Regions from separate parts of the Gossypium hirsutum genome. Here region 1 is linked to region 2. A link is a contact called in public Hi-C data. All regions are on one chromosome and are shown on one strand. The core of a region is the stretch at or near the end of the contact, and the rest is flanking DNA. Distances in the headings are between cores, read along the strand shown. Region 1 holds the start of LOC107905363 (fructose-bisphosphate aldolase 6, cytosolic). Region 2 overlaps LOC107925642 (1,4-alpha-glucan-branching enzyme 2-2, chloroplastic/amyloplastic).

The links. A called contact is a pair of places that touch in the nucleus more often than the background predicts.
Region 1: a Hi-C map of leaf shows a contact between it and region 2, with 2.4 times the contacts expected there. The contact joins the promoter of LOC107905363 here to the enhancer-like site in region 2. A contact is called at or near these places in 2 of 34 Hi-C or Micro-C datasets (both in leaf).

The regions. Positions count from the first base shown.
Region 1 is chrA01:117,204,372-117,211,213 of Gossypium_hirsutum_v2.1, reverse strand. LOC107905363 (fructose-bisphosphate aldolase 6, cytosolic) reads left to right here and starts at 2,694. Exons shown (of 3, transcript XM_016832012.2): 1 at 2,694-2,847; 2 at 3,476-3,703; 3 at 3,961-4,997. The coding sequence starts at 2,820. The coding sequence ends at 4,781.
Region 2 is chrA01:116,963,841-116,970,814 of Gossypium_hirsutum_v2.1, reverse strand. LOC107925642 (1,4-alpha-glucan-branching enzyme 2-2, chloroplastic/amyloplastic) reads right to left here. Exons shown (of 22, transcript XM_016856354.2): 14 at 6,618-6,746; 15 at 6,375-6,478; 16 at 6,121-6,265; 17 at 5,761-5,908; 18 at 5,560-5,660; 19 at 5,253-5,330; 20 at 4,970-5,125; 21 at 4,697-4,771; 22 at 4,002-4,603. The coding sequence ends at 4,400. Among protein-coding and RNA genes, the nearest start is that of LOC107925642, 11 kb to the right of the region's middle. Within about 2 kb of position 2,829, at least 4 of the 9 cell types and tissues checked have an H3K27ac peak or open chromatin away from gene starts, as enhancers often do. A contact at or near this core is called in leaf, where this site is marked.

The DNA of each region.
Region 1 (6,842 bases), core at 1,445-3,944, 240 kb before region 2:
TACTACTTCCATTATCTTTTATCTCTAACTATTATTATTATTTTATATATATTATTATCTATATTATTATTATTACTATTATTTTTTATTGTCATGGTTAATATTTTATAGCTATTATTTTATTACTAATATTACTATTGTTATATCTAGTATTATTTTTACTTTCATTATAATTACTACTATTATTATGGAGTCTTTAACATTTTTAATTTATTCGGTCATTTTCAAATTAGCATTTTTACGAAGAGGGATCGTATTTCAATGTCTTTCAAGCTTTCATTTTTTTTGACACTAAGACACTAATTAATCAACTAGGTACCAATTTTTCGGCGTTCGAGGGTGCTAATCCTTCTTCGTGTGTAACCGACTCCCGAACTTGTTTTCTTGATTTACGTGGACCAAAATCGTTGTTTAAATAAATTAAACCATTTATTAAAAACAACCACTTTTACAAGGTGGTCCAATCACACCTAAAAAGATTGGTGACGACTCCCGTTTTCGTTTTTCTCCAAGTTGATACCCGTTTTCCAAAAAAATGGTTACGACACGCATTATCCTCCTATTTATGGGTTAGGGAGGAGTTATAGGTAACTCTAGATATTGTGTCAAAAAGAACTAAAAATGATCAGAACTTATAATGAAATTATTCAAAAAATATATAATGAGATTGGGGCCAAGGAAAGCCTAAATCTCAATTTAGGCATTTATGGTTTTTCAAGTTGTTTCATGAAATTCAAACAAACAAAAAAAGGGGTCTAGGAGAAAGAGAATGTCATTTTAGTTGCCTTTGATTAGAGCTTCACGCGGTGCTACAAGACCACGATGAGATTTGAATTAAGAATATTATGAATATCAAACGTTCAATTTTACTATTTCAACCATAACATAATTTGTTTTTTATATGAGCGTTTTATAAATCATTACATAAATTTTTTTCCACTTATATAGTGGGCGTACTATATTCTTGCGAAACATAAGAAGTTTCAGTTGTCACCAACTACACTTATTATACACCCCAATAGAGGTCAATAGAGGTGAATTTAAAGGGGTAAGCAGGGGCCTTGACACCCCAAAATGGAAAATTAACATTTCAATCCCCTCATAAATAATAAATTTAAAAATTAATATATGGTAAATTTGTACTTTGAACCCAAAATGGAAAAAAAAATATTTTACTCCTTTCAAAAATAATGAAATTATAAAATATTAAATGATAAAACTATATCTTGGCAGCTTCAAAATTTATAATTCAATTTCGACCCCTCCTAAAATAATTGTTGGATTTGTCCTTGCACCCCAAAGGATTTTTACAACTTAACAATGATGACACTCTTAATTGTACATTAGATTAAGGTAGATCCACGATTTGGGCTAAAAATAAAATTATGTATGCATATTATTCTAATTGTTTATATAAAATATATGAAACGATTATCTTCAAAATAATATAATTTACTTTGTAAAATGATGATGATGATCTTTATGTCATTAGTGATTAAAGGTCTGTTTGGCAATACTTTTGAAAAGTGCTGTGAAAAAATACTTTTGAGAAGTACTTTTGAAAATTTCAGTGTTTGGTATTGCTGTCAAAAAGTGCTTTTGAGAAATAAAATGTCCATTTTAGACATGATATTATAAAGTAACAAATATGTATTTAAATAATGTTCAAATTAGTTAATATTATGATATTTTAGCAATAATATAAAAAATAAATAATTATAACTTATTGTTAATATTTTAATATATAATATTAATTTTAAATATTTCTAAGTAATTAATATTAATTGTTTAATAAATTTAATTAGAATATATAAACTATATTTAAATATTTAAATATAATAATTAAATATTTGTAATTAGATATTGACACAATTGTATTATTTTAAAAATGATTTTTTTTAATTTTTAATTAATGCTTTTAACACATTTGTATTATTTTATTTTAAAATGTACTTTGAATATATAACTCATATTAAATATTAACATAATATAAAAAATATAAACTTAACAAATTAAAATATTACATATATTTGAATTAAACTTCAAACAAAAGAAAAAAAAGGGGGAAAATGGATTCTAACGTTAGAAAAAATGAAAAAAAAAAAGAAAAAGAACAAATAAGGCTAAAAAAGTAATATAGCATCAAAAGCACTTTTGGGCTGAAAAAAGCACCAAAATTTCTCCTTTTTCATCTGAGAAAAATGACTTTTCTTAAGTTGAAAAGCTTCTATTTTTTACCTCTGTTCTTTATTGCTTTTTGTGTAAAAGCACTTTTTCCCCTAAAAGTTCATCACAAAATCAATGACGAACGCAGTCTAACTTGTGCACAAACTTAATCAAGGGCTTAATAGATAGTAGGTTTGCTTATGAGTCGAGCTATCCACTCAAACTTGAAGGTCCACTCGAAATTTGAGAAGGTTTGGACAAAAATATCAGGCCCGAAAAAGGGCATGGGCAAAATAGTTATCCTGTTAAAATATGTGTTGGACTTGAGCTTGAATAGTTAAGGCTCGAGTTTGATCCAATCCATTTTCTATGTTTATTATTGAGTATAACTTCTACTTCAGTTAAATTTAAAAAATAATCTTTTCAATTAAATTCTGTTTATTTGTTTTAAACTCTTTTACAATACTAGAGATAAAAAATTCAAGGGCAATAAACAGCGTTAGTTATTCTCTTCCATTAACTCTCCATTTTTGCCGCCTACTTTTCTCATTTAAAAACCGTTTCCCTCCCCTTTTCTCTTCCACTCTTTCTTTTTTTTTCCCTTCCAAACAGACACTCTCAAGTTTCTTTTGTTCTTCATTTTCCTTTCAATCATGTCTTGCTTCATTAGCAAATACGCCGGTAATATTTTTTCCTTTAATTCTCGTCGTTAAATGTATATGTTCTTATATAATCTTAACAATCTCTTTCGATTGATCTTGTTTGTTTGATGTTAGATCGATAATTTGATGACAAAGTTTGCTAATAACTGTTTGATTAAATTAATTGAGCAATGAATTTATAATTTAGCTTTATGCACTAATCACATCACTGATTTTTATATTTGATTTAGTTTCGTTAATCTATGCAATAATCACATCATTGAAACTAGGTCAATCTGAGTTGGAGGTTTTTACAGACGAGAAACCTTCTTTAATTACAGTTTAATTAGATTAATTTAGTAATGACTTTATAATTTAGCTTCATGGCCTATTCACATCACTGATTTTTAGATCTGATTTAGTTTCGTTAATCTATGCAATGATCACATCACTGAAACTAGATCAATCTGAGTTGAAGGTTTTTACTAACGAGAAACCTTCTTTAATTACTGTTTAATTAACTTAATTTAGGAATGAATTTAGAATTTAAATCAATTGATACATGCAGGAGTTAGGTAATAAGTGGAGTAATAGGTCACTATGTTTCAATTTATAGTTTCTTTCGGATCTTTGTTTTTGTTATTATAATTTTATATATAATGTTGCAGATGAGCTAGCTAAAAACGCTGCCTACATCGGCACACCTGGGAAGGGAATCCTTGCCGCTGATGAATCCACCGGCACAATCGGCAAGCGTCTTGCAAGCATTAATGTAGAGAATGTTGAAGAAAACAGGCGAGCTCTTCGTGAGCTCCTCTTCACTGCTCCCGGTGCTCTCCAGTTTATCAGTGGTGTTATATTCTTCGAGGAAACACTATACCAAAAAACTGCTTCTGGTATTATTATCCTTAATAAATTAAGAATGTATCGCAACTTGATCTATTGAATCGTAATACATAATTCGAAATTGTCAAAATGGATATCAATTCGTTTACTTTGTGATGTTTTGGCATTCTTTTGTGAGGTTTTGTGCTTGAATTTAAAGAGAACAATTTTGATTTATGTTTGCAACATAGCCGAACGAGTTCCGTCATGACAATATGGATTTTTAATGGATTATAGTTGGTTTCTAAGAATTGGTTCTTGATTGCAGGCAAGCTTTTTGTTGATGTGTTGAAAGAATCTGGTGTCCTCCCTGGCATCAAGGTTGACACCGGCACCGTTGTCCTTAATGGAACCAATGACGAGACTTTCACCCAGGGTCTTGATGGCCTTGCCCAGCGTTGCCAAAAGTACTACGAAGCTGGTGCTCGGTTTGCCAAATGGCGTGCTGTACTTAAGATCGGCACTATTGAACCAACCGAGCTTGCAATCCAAGAAAACGCCAATGGCTTAGCCATGTATTCCGCCATCTGCCAACAATGTGGCTTAGTCCCCATTGTCGAACCCGAAATCCTTGTTGATGGACCACACGACATTAACAAGTGTGCTGCGGTAACCGAGCGTGTCCTCGCAGCTTGCTACAAAGCTCTAAACGACCACCATGTGATGCTCGAAGGTACATTGTTGAAACCCAACATGGTGACACCCGGTTCCGATTCCCCAAAAGTTGCACCCGAGGTTATCGCCGAACACACGGTTCGTGCCTTACAACGAACCGTCCCACCTGCAGTCCCTGCAGTAGTGTTCTTATCTGGTGGACAAAGTGAAGAAGAGGCTACCGTTAACCTCAATGCCATGAACAAGCTCAAGACCAAGAAACCATGGTCACTGTCATTCTCATTTGGACGAGCTCTTCAACAGAGCACTCTCAAGGCCTGGGGTGGGAAAGCGGAGAATGTGGCGAAGGCCCAAGAGGCTTTCCTCGTTAGGTGCAAGGCTAACTCCGAGGCAACTCTTGGTACCTATAAAGGTGATGCAAAGCTTGGTGAAGGTGCTGCTGAGAGCCTTCACGTTAAGGACTACAAATACTGAGAATTTGGGCCTCTGCTCTAATGTGTCATGTTTTGAAGACTAACTTTGGCATTTATAATTAGGCTTTTATTTCGTTTTTTTGGGTGTGGGGGGTTTTCTGTCGTTTCCCATCGAATTTTGGGGTGAAATTAAACAAATCTGCATAGGAGCATTTGTGCTCGTTAAATGTGGACTCTTAATTTTGTTAAATTTATATTTACACTAAATTTTGCTCTACCTTTAACAAATATTCTTAACAATATTTTTTTAAACAATTGATTAAGTTAATGCTACGAGTTAATTCAATATTAATTAAGTCAAAAAAATTAAAAACCTAAAATTTTAAACAATTAATAAATATTACTGCATGATATTTTTGTCTTTTTATATATTTTTATATAAAATTTATATAAAAAAGCAATTTAAAATTTAAACTTAGAATAAATTTAAAAAAAACTCAATAATAATAATACTTGAAGACAATAAATTCTCTAAATTCTTAATTTTTTCATTTTAATTAAAGCTTAATTATTATTTTATGTAAACTTTTACATAATTTCTTTTTTTATTAAGTCAAATGTGCCGTAATCTAATAATTAGTTAGGGATTTGGGAGTTTAAGAATAATATAAGAAATGAAAAAAATTGAATAAAATTTATAAAAAAATATTAAATTTAGAATGCAATTCACTAAATTTCTTCCTAAATGAAGCACATACAGCTTTGGTTGCCACAGTTTTAAGTCCGTCCAAAGTTTTAATAACCTTATAAAACAAACTTATAAAAAAAAAAAGTTGGATTATGACTTTCACACCTTATAAAATATTAAGAAGTACTTCTACTATAATTTATCAAAATTTAGTTTTTTATTTTATGAAAATTAAGAAATTAATGCAATTTGAGAATACCCTTAAATCTTTAAATTGTTTATATGAGAATCAAAAGTTTAACAAATTTATATAAAAAAAATTAACAAAAATTAATAATTCAGCAATTTATATACAATGAATCGATAAAAAATAATTATTTAAGTTCTTTTATTTAATAATAATTGGGTTAACTTTTTAATTTTAATAAAAGATTATGACCAAATTTTGAAAAATAAAAATAAAAGATGAAATTAATAATTGAACATAAAAAACATGGCACGTGAAGTGTTGCATAATGGGCTGGGTTCAATGTCTTGTTAATATTATGATGCTATGCTTAAAACTCCTTTGTTAAATATTATAGAAATGTTCATAGATCGAGTTAATTTTATGTATAAGCTTAGCCAGACAAATATATAACAGCTCTTGAATGGACAATGAGATGGGCTTAAAACAAGGGGGGAAATAGTTGAAGAAATTGTGAACTTTTATAATTTGTTCTTGGGGAAGAAGGATAACAATATCAGTGCTTCAACTATTGATCTAATAAGATAACTTTTTCCAACTTTTGGTGAGAAAGAATGATTTGATCAAGTCTATCGAGAATGAAGAAATTAAGGTTTCTATGTAAAAATTGTGACAAGGCATCTAGATTAGACTTGTTTATAAGTCAGGTCATTTATTCAAGTTCGAAAATTTTCTTAAAAAATGGGAATGTTTGGACAAAATACAAGACCTAAAAAATAGATTTGGGTAAATTTTAAGATCTATTTTCTATATGGGCTAGGCATTGTGTGAGACTTTTTTGACCTAAGCCCAGCCTAGCCCAGCCCAAATATATTATGTTATAAAAAATATTATATTAATTATGTATGTTAAATAATAATTATGTATATTTCTATTAAATTACTAACCTAATAACAATTAAATTCATTAGCCAAAACTTAAAAAAAGAAAAAGAAAAAACTTACCCAATCAAAATATAAAATATTAAAAATTATACTTAATACAATAAAATATTTATTATTTTTTGATATAATAAAACATTTATTATATTTATAATTATTTTTTTAATATAAATACTTTTTAATGTATTTTTAACGTGTTAAAAACGTTTTTAATGCATTTAGTGAGTTATATTTTTTAAATTTATTTTTACATAAAAAAATAATTTAAAAATTCAAATATAGGTGAGTCGAATAGGCCCGCATTTA
Region 2 (6,974 bases), core at 1,580-4,079:
TTGAAAACAAAAATTTGAGGATCATGACTAAATGTCAATTTGAACAAGAAACTTTGAAAATTCTGACAACGCGAGTTTAATTCCAGACACGACTCTCAAAAAGGGTCCCCAGCGGAGTCGCCAGCTATAGCAACGTAAAATTTTGCCTTCGGTCGCTAACTGTGGCGATTTAGTGAAAACTCGAAAACTGAAGTTTGATTTTGAAATAAACAGGGAGTCGCCACCGATCCTTTTTCCTAGGTGTGATCGGACACCTATTATATTTCTTTTTAAAATAAAAAGAAGGCCGAGTTTAGGTTTACGTCAAAAGCCAGATAAAAATCAGGGTTCGGGAGTTGGTTACGCGCGAGGAAGGTATCAACACCCTCACGACGCCCAAAATTGGTATCTTATAAACACGTGTTGTCTTGATTTTCAAAATACGAGTTCAATGTAAGATTTAATCGTGATCTAGTTGAAAAGATGAGAACTTTTAATTTTTATGTTTTTGAGAAGGACATACCGTTTTAACACGAGTCAATTGATGTTCACCCAACATAGCGATGAAATCGACGACTTAATGTTAAATCGGTACGTTGCCTTGATTATTAAAATAAATAAAAACATGAATAAACATTTTAAAATAGTGAACAACGAAGTAATATATAAAAATGGGCGGGAAACGAAAGATAATAGCTGGAAATACATCAAGGCACATAATACATACGACAATAATATTAAAGCAATGACAATGCACGCGATATTAAACGTAACAATAGTATCAAACACGAGAAAACAATGAATATACATACATAAAAATGATATTAAGAACATGTACGTCAAAACACACACACATATATATATAAATAGTGATAGTGTCAAAAATATACTATATAATATTCGAAATATATACATGATATATATAAAAATACAACATTTAAAAGGTATATATATATATATATACATAAATAATAATGGTGTTAGGAATATACTATAAGAGTATAAAGATACATAACTAATAATATTAATGCATGTGCATAATAATATATATAAATATGGTATCAAAAGCATATATACATAATAGTAAAAAATATATATATACATATATAATAAAACAGATACTTAAGATTAATAATAATAAGGCTAATATAAAACATATACATGAAATATTATAAAAAATATGTAACTAATAAGGAAAATAATAATAAATAAGAAAAATATATGATACATAAACATATACAATATATATATTAGAAGTGATAAAATATTCATACGATACATAAATACGTACATATATATATAATAATGACGTTAGAAATACTTAATATATAATATTTGAAATATATGCATAATATAAAAAATATATAATGTAATGTTAGAATATATATGTAATATATACATATTAAAAATAATAATAATAAACTATTGACAATACTTCACAAATACATATGTATATACTAAAAATATACATAATAATATGTATAATATTGAGAACACATGTTTATAATATATGAGAAATATATATATAATACAATATTAGAATATTTACATAATATATATATGTTAAAAAAATAACTAATAATAATGTTTCACTAGTATATACATAAATATATTAAATACATATACCTATATGTACATAATAAAATATACACTACTACATATATAAAATATAATAAATATGATAAATATATAAAGATTATAATTAATAATAATAAATAACAGAAAATGAAAACAAGTAATTTGAAAATGAAGCAGCAAACTTAAAAAAGACTAAATCGAATTAAAAACAAAGTTTGGGGGGAATCTGAAATAACAAAGAAAGGAAAATGACCGATTCTAACGCGCATAAATAGTGGGGGCACTAAAAAGGAAATAAACCCTTTCAATCAAAACGCGCAGCAGCATTGGGGGCCAAATTGAAAATCGCAACAAATTATGGGGCTAAATTGAAAATAAAAAAATCTGATTGTACATGCACAAAAAAGCGGAAGGGCTAAATGCGCAAATAACCCTTCCATTTTAAAAAACACGCGGATCTTGCTTGGAGAGGGTTGGGTCGACCCGACTTGGGGCCAAAATGACTTCGTTTTTATGTTAAACAGGGGGGAGGGACCAAAACGCACCGTTTTGGTCCCCTATATAAGATAAAAAAATTTTAAAAAATTCATTTCGAACCAAGAAGAAAAAAAAAAGAAGGAGAGGGGGGAGAGAAAAAGAGTTCCAGCCAGGGGGGCACTGGTCTGTCACCGGACCTTCGCCGGCGCCGGCGTCGACTACCGTACACAGTGGCCGGAAAAGGTAAGAAATTTAATTTTTTTTGTATTTTATTTTTACGTCTTAAAAATATTATTATTTATTTATTTCTATGTGCTTAGGGGTATAGAAAAAACAGATTTTAAAATAAAATAGAAATGAAAATAGAAAAAATCACCTTAGGGTTTTGATCCCTGATATTTTCATTTTTTGATTCCCTGATTTTGGGTGTTTGAATCACTGTTCTTGCGTTGAGATTATGGTATTCTTTGTATTGAAATCTAATTTTGTATTGATTTGTTTGTTCTTGAATATCCGGAAAAAAAAAAAAGAAGAGAGACGATTTTGCTTTTAATCGGCTTATATAGCCATACAACTTTATTTTCTTTTATTTTCTGTCCTGTCCCTTTTTGTCTTGCAGGAGCAGTTGAACGGTGGAGGTGATGGGGGCCAGAGGCCAGGTGGCCGGTGCTGCAGGTTTTGGTGACAGTGGCAGCACAAGTGGGAGCCAAAAGTGGGGCTAGGGTTTGGGGTTAGGTATTTTTTGTTTCTGATTTGTGTAATGGGCTGTTAGTTTAGTGGGCTGGTGGGTTTTGGGTTTAGGTTAATTGGGTTAGTTTAGATGGGTATTGTAATGTAAATGGGTCAGGGGTATTGGGTAAGGGTTAGCTGATGGGTTAATTTGTATTAGACATTGGGCTTTGTAATTTTAATGGGTTTGAAATGTTGTAAACGGGCTTGTAGGTTTAGGGATTGGGTTATAAATGGGCCCATGTAATCTTGATATACACAGGCCCAAAATTGGCCTACAATAGGGGGTTTTTAAATTTTGATTCAATAATCGAGGGAGTTGATGGGAATGGTGAAAATCAAAACAAAAATATGGGAATTAGGAGTTTGGAGCAAGAGTAAAACAGTAAACGACCTAGTTCTAATGAAATGCCTTTCGATCTCCTTCTTAGACTGTCTAATTGTCTCGGTTCGAAGGTATGCTGTTCTTCATAGATTAGCGTCGAACCCACTGTTTAAATTTGAAAGAAGACCACTAGAGGCTCCGATTCTATTTATGATTTTTCTATCTCCGATTCTCTATGATTTTTCTCTATTTTTTTTCTTCTCTCTTTTTTAACTTATTTTCTTTTTTGTTTTTCAAACTTCCGACTTAGCACTTTTTTATTTTTACTGAGTAATAGAGATTTGAGTTGTAGAAACTTTGGATATGGTTATTGAAGGGTATACAGTGATGTTGATGAGATTATGTTTAGGTTGACTTACAGTGATGATGATGTTGAAACTCAAGAATAGATTTTGAAGTTTTTAAAGAAACAATGGGCAAGAAGATCGAAGACCGTGATGATGATGGAAAAAGAAAACCAATAAGGAAGAAGAAACTAAAAATTAAAAATTAATAAATAAAAATAATTAATTTTATTAATTTTAAAATTATTATGTAGTATATAAGACAAAATAATACTACACTAATATTTTATTATATCTTTTATTATATTTAGACTGTCATGTCAACGGTTATTAACTGCTAGTTCACTAACGGCTACATCAACATACCTGCTAAAAATTGATCAATTGATCAATTTGACAAAATGACAAAAAAAAAAAAAGTTTAGGGTGGAAGTGCTCCAAAGAACAAGCCAAAATGACCAAACAGCCAAACATTAAGGATTATTTTTGACATTATAACTTTCTCTTTCTAGCAAACATTCAACGAAATTACACCGTAACTATTACAATGTAAAAAAGGAAAGAACAAATACAGAAATACTGTTCTTATTAAATTATTCGGTCATTACATTAATAGCTTAAAAAGGAATCCATTACCTCACATTGCTGTAAATAGCATGTTCCTCGTATCTGCAACTTATATTTTCACATGCAAAACAGGGAAAGCATTTACATGCATGCCACATAGTTGTCTACTTTTTCCCTTCTAATTCTCATGAAAGAATTGCCTTCTACTGCTTCGAATTTTCACCTGTATGCCCGGCCGGCATTTGATGGAAGGTTTAACTTGATCATTTCATCTCCTAGGCAGTGAAACTACTAATCGTGGAATACGTAATTTTTAAGCAAAAAATACCGCGTTCAGTGGGACAGCTCCTTGACCGACTTTGAATGGTCAATAACACGAGATTCTGCTGTCGAGAAAGGTTTAGCTGTCTAAAGGCTCTGATTCTTCATCAGGTTCAGATTCTTTAACAGGTTCTGCTGCTGCTGGTTTAACAGTTTCAGGAATTTCAACAAGTTCCAAATCGTTGACTACTTTTGGTTCATCTTCAACTAGGGCGTAAACAACTGCTGTTCTGTTTGGGGCATACACCATGAATGAACGAGGCCGGTCATCATACCATCCTTCCTGTAAAAGCATCCGTCGGGTTTTAATGTTAGAAAGCCCTAGAGTGAATGTTAAAAGCAATGGTATGTAGGAAGAGCAATAAAAATATCTTACAAAACTGAAGTATTCGGCATTATGGTCAAGCCTACCGAAGCCTCCGAATAACGGATCATCTGAATCCAAAACAATCTGGAAGGTGATAAAAATATATATTAACCATTGCATGGCAAGCAACCTTTAACTTTGTCAAAACTATATTTGAAGAATCAATAACAAGATTACAAAATCAATGACCAATGGATATGAATAATTAAGAGTACGGTGGAAAAGCAAAAAACGTGCAAATTCTTTCAAGTTCCGCATGCATGAATCCAGAAAACATTATACCTTGTACTTTCCTGGTTTTGCACACCCCACACGGTAGTCAAAATAGCTGTTATTCCAGTGGAAGTTGAATACGAAAACCAGGTTGCCTTTTTCAAAGACAATCACCCTATCTTTTTCATCCTTCCGCGATATATATGTGTGCTCGGAAGTCATGAACTGAATTAAAAAAGTCAACCATGCATCATTTTTACTTTTCTAAATAAGCAGAAAGTAAAGTGTATTGACTATTCAGACAGGCTAGCACGTATAAAACAGCAAAACAGTGAGCACCAGCAATACTTACACCATATTTCTCTTCAACATGCTGCATAGCCTGATCAAATTCTTGCATCCCACGATACCTGAGATAGTCGGCATCCCCCTGTTTGCATAAAACCAAAGATATCAATGCCTTGAGGTGGCATGCGAACAGTCACAGGTAAAGCAGAGACGTATACGCATAGCCACTGTATGGATCAACTATACCCTTTGTTGATAGTAAAATAAAATGTAAAAATGCTGCCAGTCCTTTGATGAAAGTATATCGCATAACTATCAAACTTGCAACAAATTACAACACAAGCAAAATATGAATTGAAGTGGAAACTTACAAGATCAAATCTACGTCGACATTTATCATAACTGTAACCATTCCCAGTAATTACTACACCATTAGGAAGACACTGGTCACCTCTTGGGAAATCAATCCACTCTAAAGAAAAGAATAACGGAGAAATTAGCACACATTCAAGAACCACCAGTTTATACTAAGAATGAGATGTTGGGAAGATTCATAACCAGTTGACACTTACCGGGATGTCCAAATTCATTTCCCATGAAATTCAAGTATCCTTCTCCACCTAGTCCCATTGTAATGAGCCTAATCATTTTGTGTAATGCAATGCCACGATCTATAAGTGCAGTACTTGGTCTATCTAGAGCCATAAACTCATACATATCCTGCGAAAAGGAATTGAATCTAATTATATTGAAGATTATAAAGCTAATTTAGCTCTATCTTTTTGTATTTATAACTTAGCAAAAGGCAGTATAATTGCAAGCTTCTAATAGCTACATATAAAAGAATTGTTAAAAAAGCATTCCCGACAGCCAGTTAGCTCTCTAAGCATGTAATACTAATCAGCATGAATGTAAGTAAGAACATATTTAACCTTATCCATCAACCAGAATGCTATTGTTTTGTCGCCAACTAGAGCTTGGTCATGGCTTTCAGCATAAGCAACACACTTTTCCATCCACCTCCTGTTGGTTAGCGTGTGAACAATATCACCCATTTTCCAGTCTTCATCTCTCTTTCTATATGACATAACACGGCAAAACATACATATAGTTATCAAATATTTCACAAGACAGTGAATTAAAGGTCATTGCAAGGTAAAAAGTTATAAATTGGATAGATGCGCACTTAAGAATCTCAATCCATTTATCAGCAATGGCCATGTGAAGACGGTAATCAAATCCCACACCACCATCTTGGACAGGAATGCAGAATGTAGGCATTCCACTCACCTGTAGCATTCGCAATAGCATGAATAAAACAATGAAGATAAAGGACATTGATATTCTCTTGAAAGAATTGCTCATCTTGATAACAATTTATAAGTCATAGGATGCTCAAGATGATTCTTAGAGGAGTTATAGAACATACATCTTCACCAATGGTGACAGCCTCAGGATAGAGCCCGTGAATCATATCATTAACCAGCATCAGATAAACAACAGCATCTACATCAGTCGCATATCCAAAGTACTCATTGTAATTTCCAGTAAATCCTACCTACAGGAAGTTCAGGAAAACAAATATTAAGCAGGACATTGAGACCATTTAGTCCTCGAGAAAAAATTGTTAAGAAACAGACATAAAGAATGATGCTTCACTGATTGCAAGAACCAAATGTAACATCAGTTTCAAAATAATGTCAAAACTGGGCAATTAACATCTGAGCATGTGAATAACTTATTATATAACATTATGAAATTGGAGAATCTCCAAATTCACTCGTAT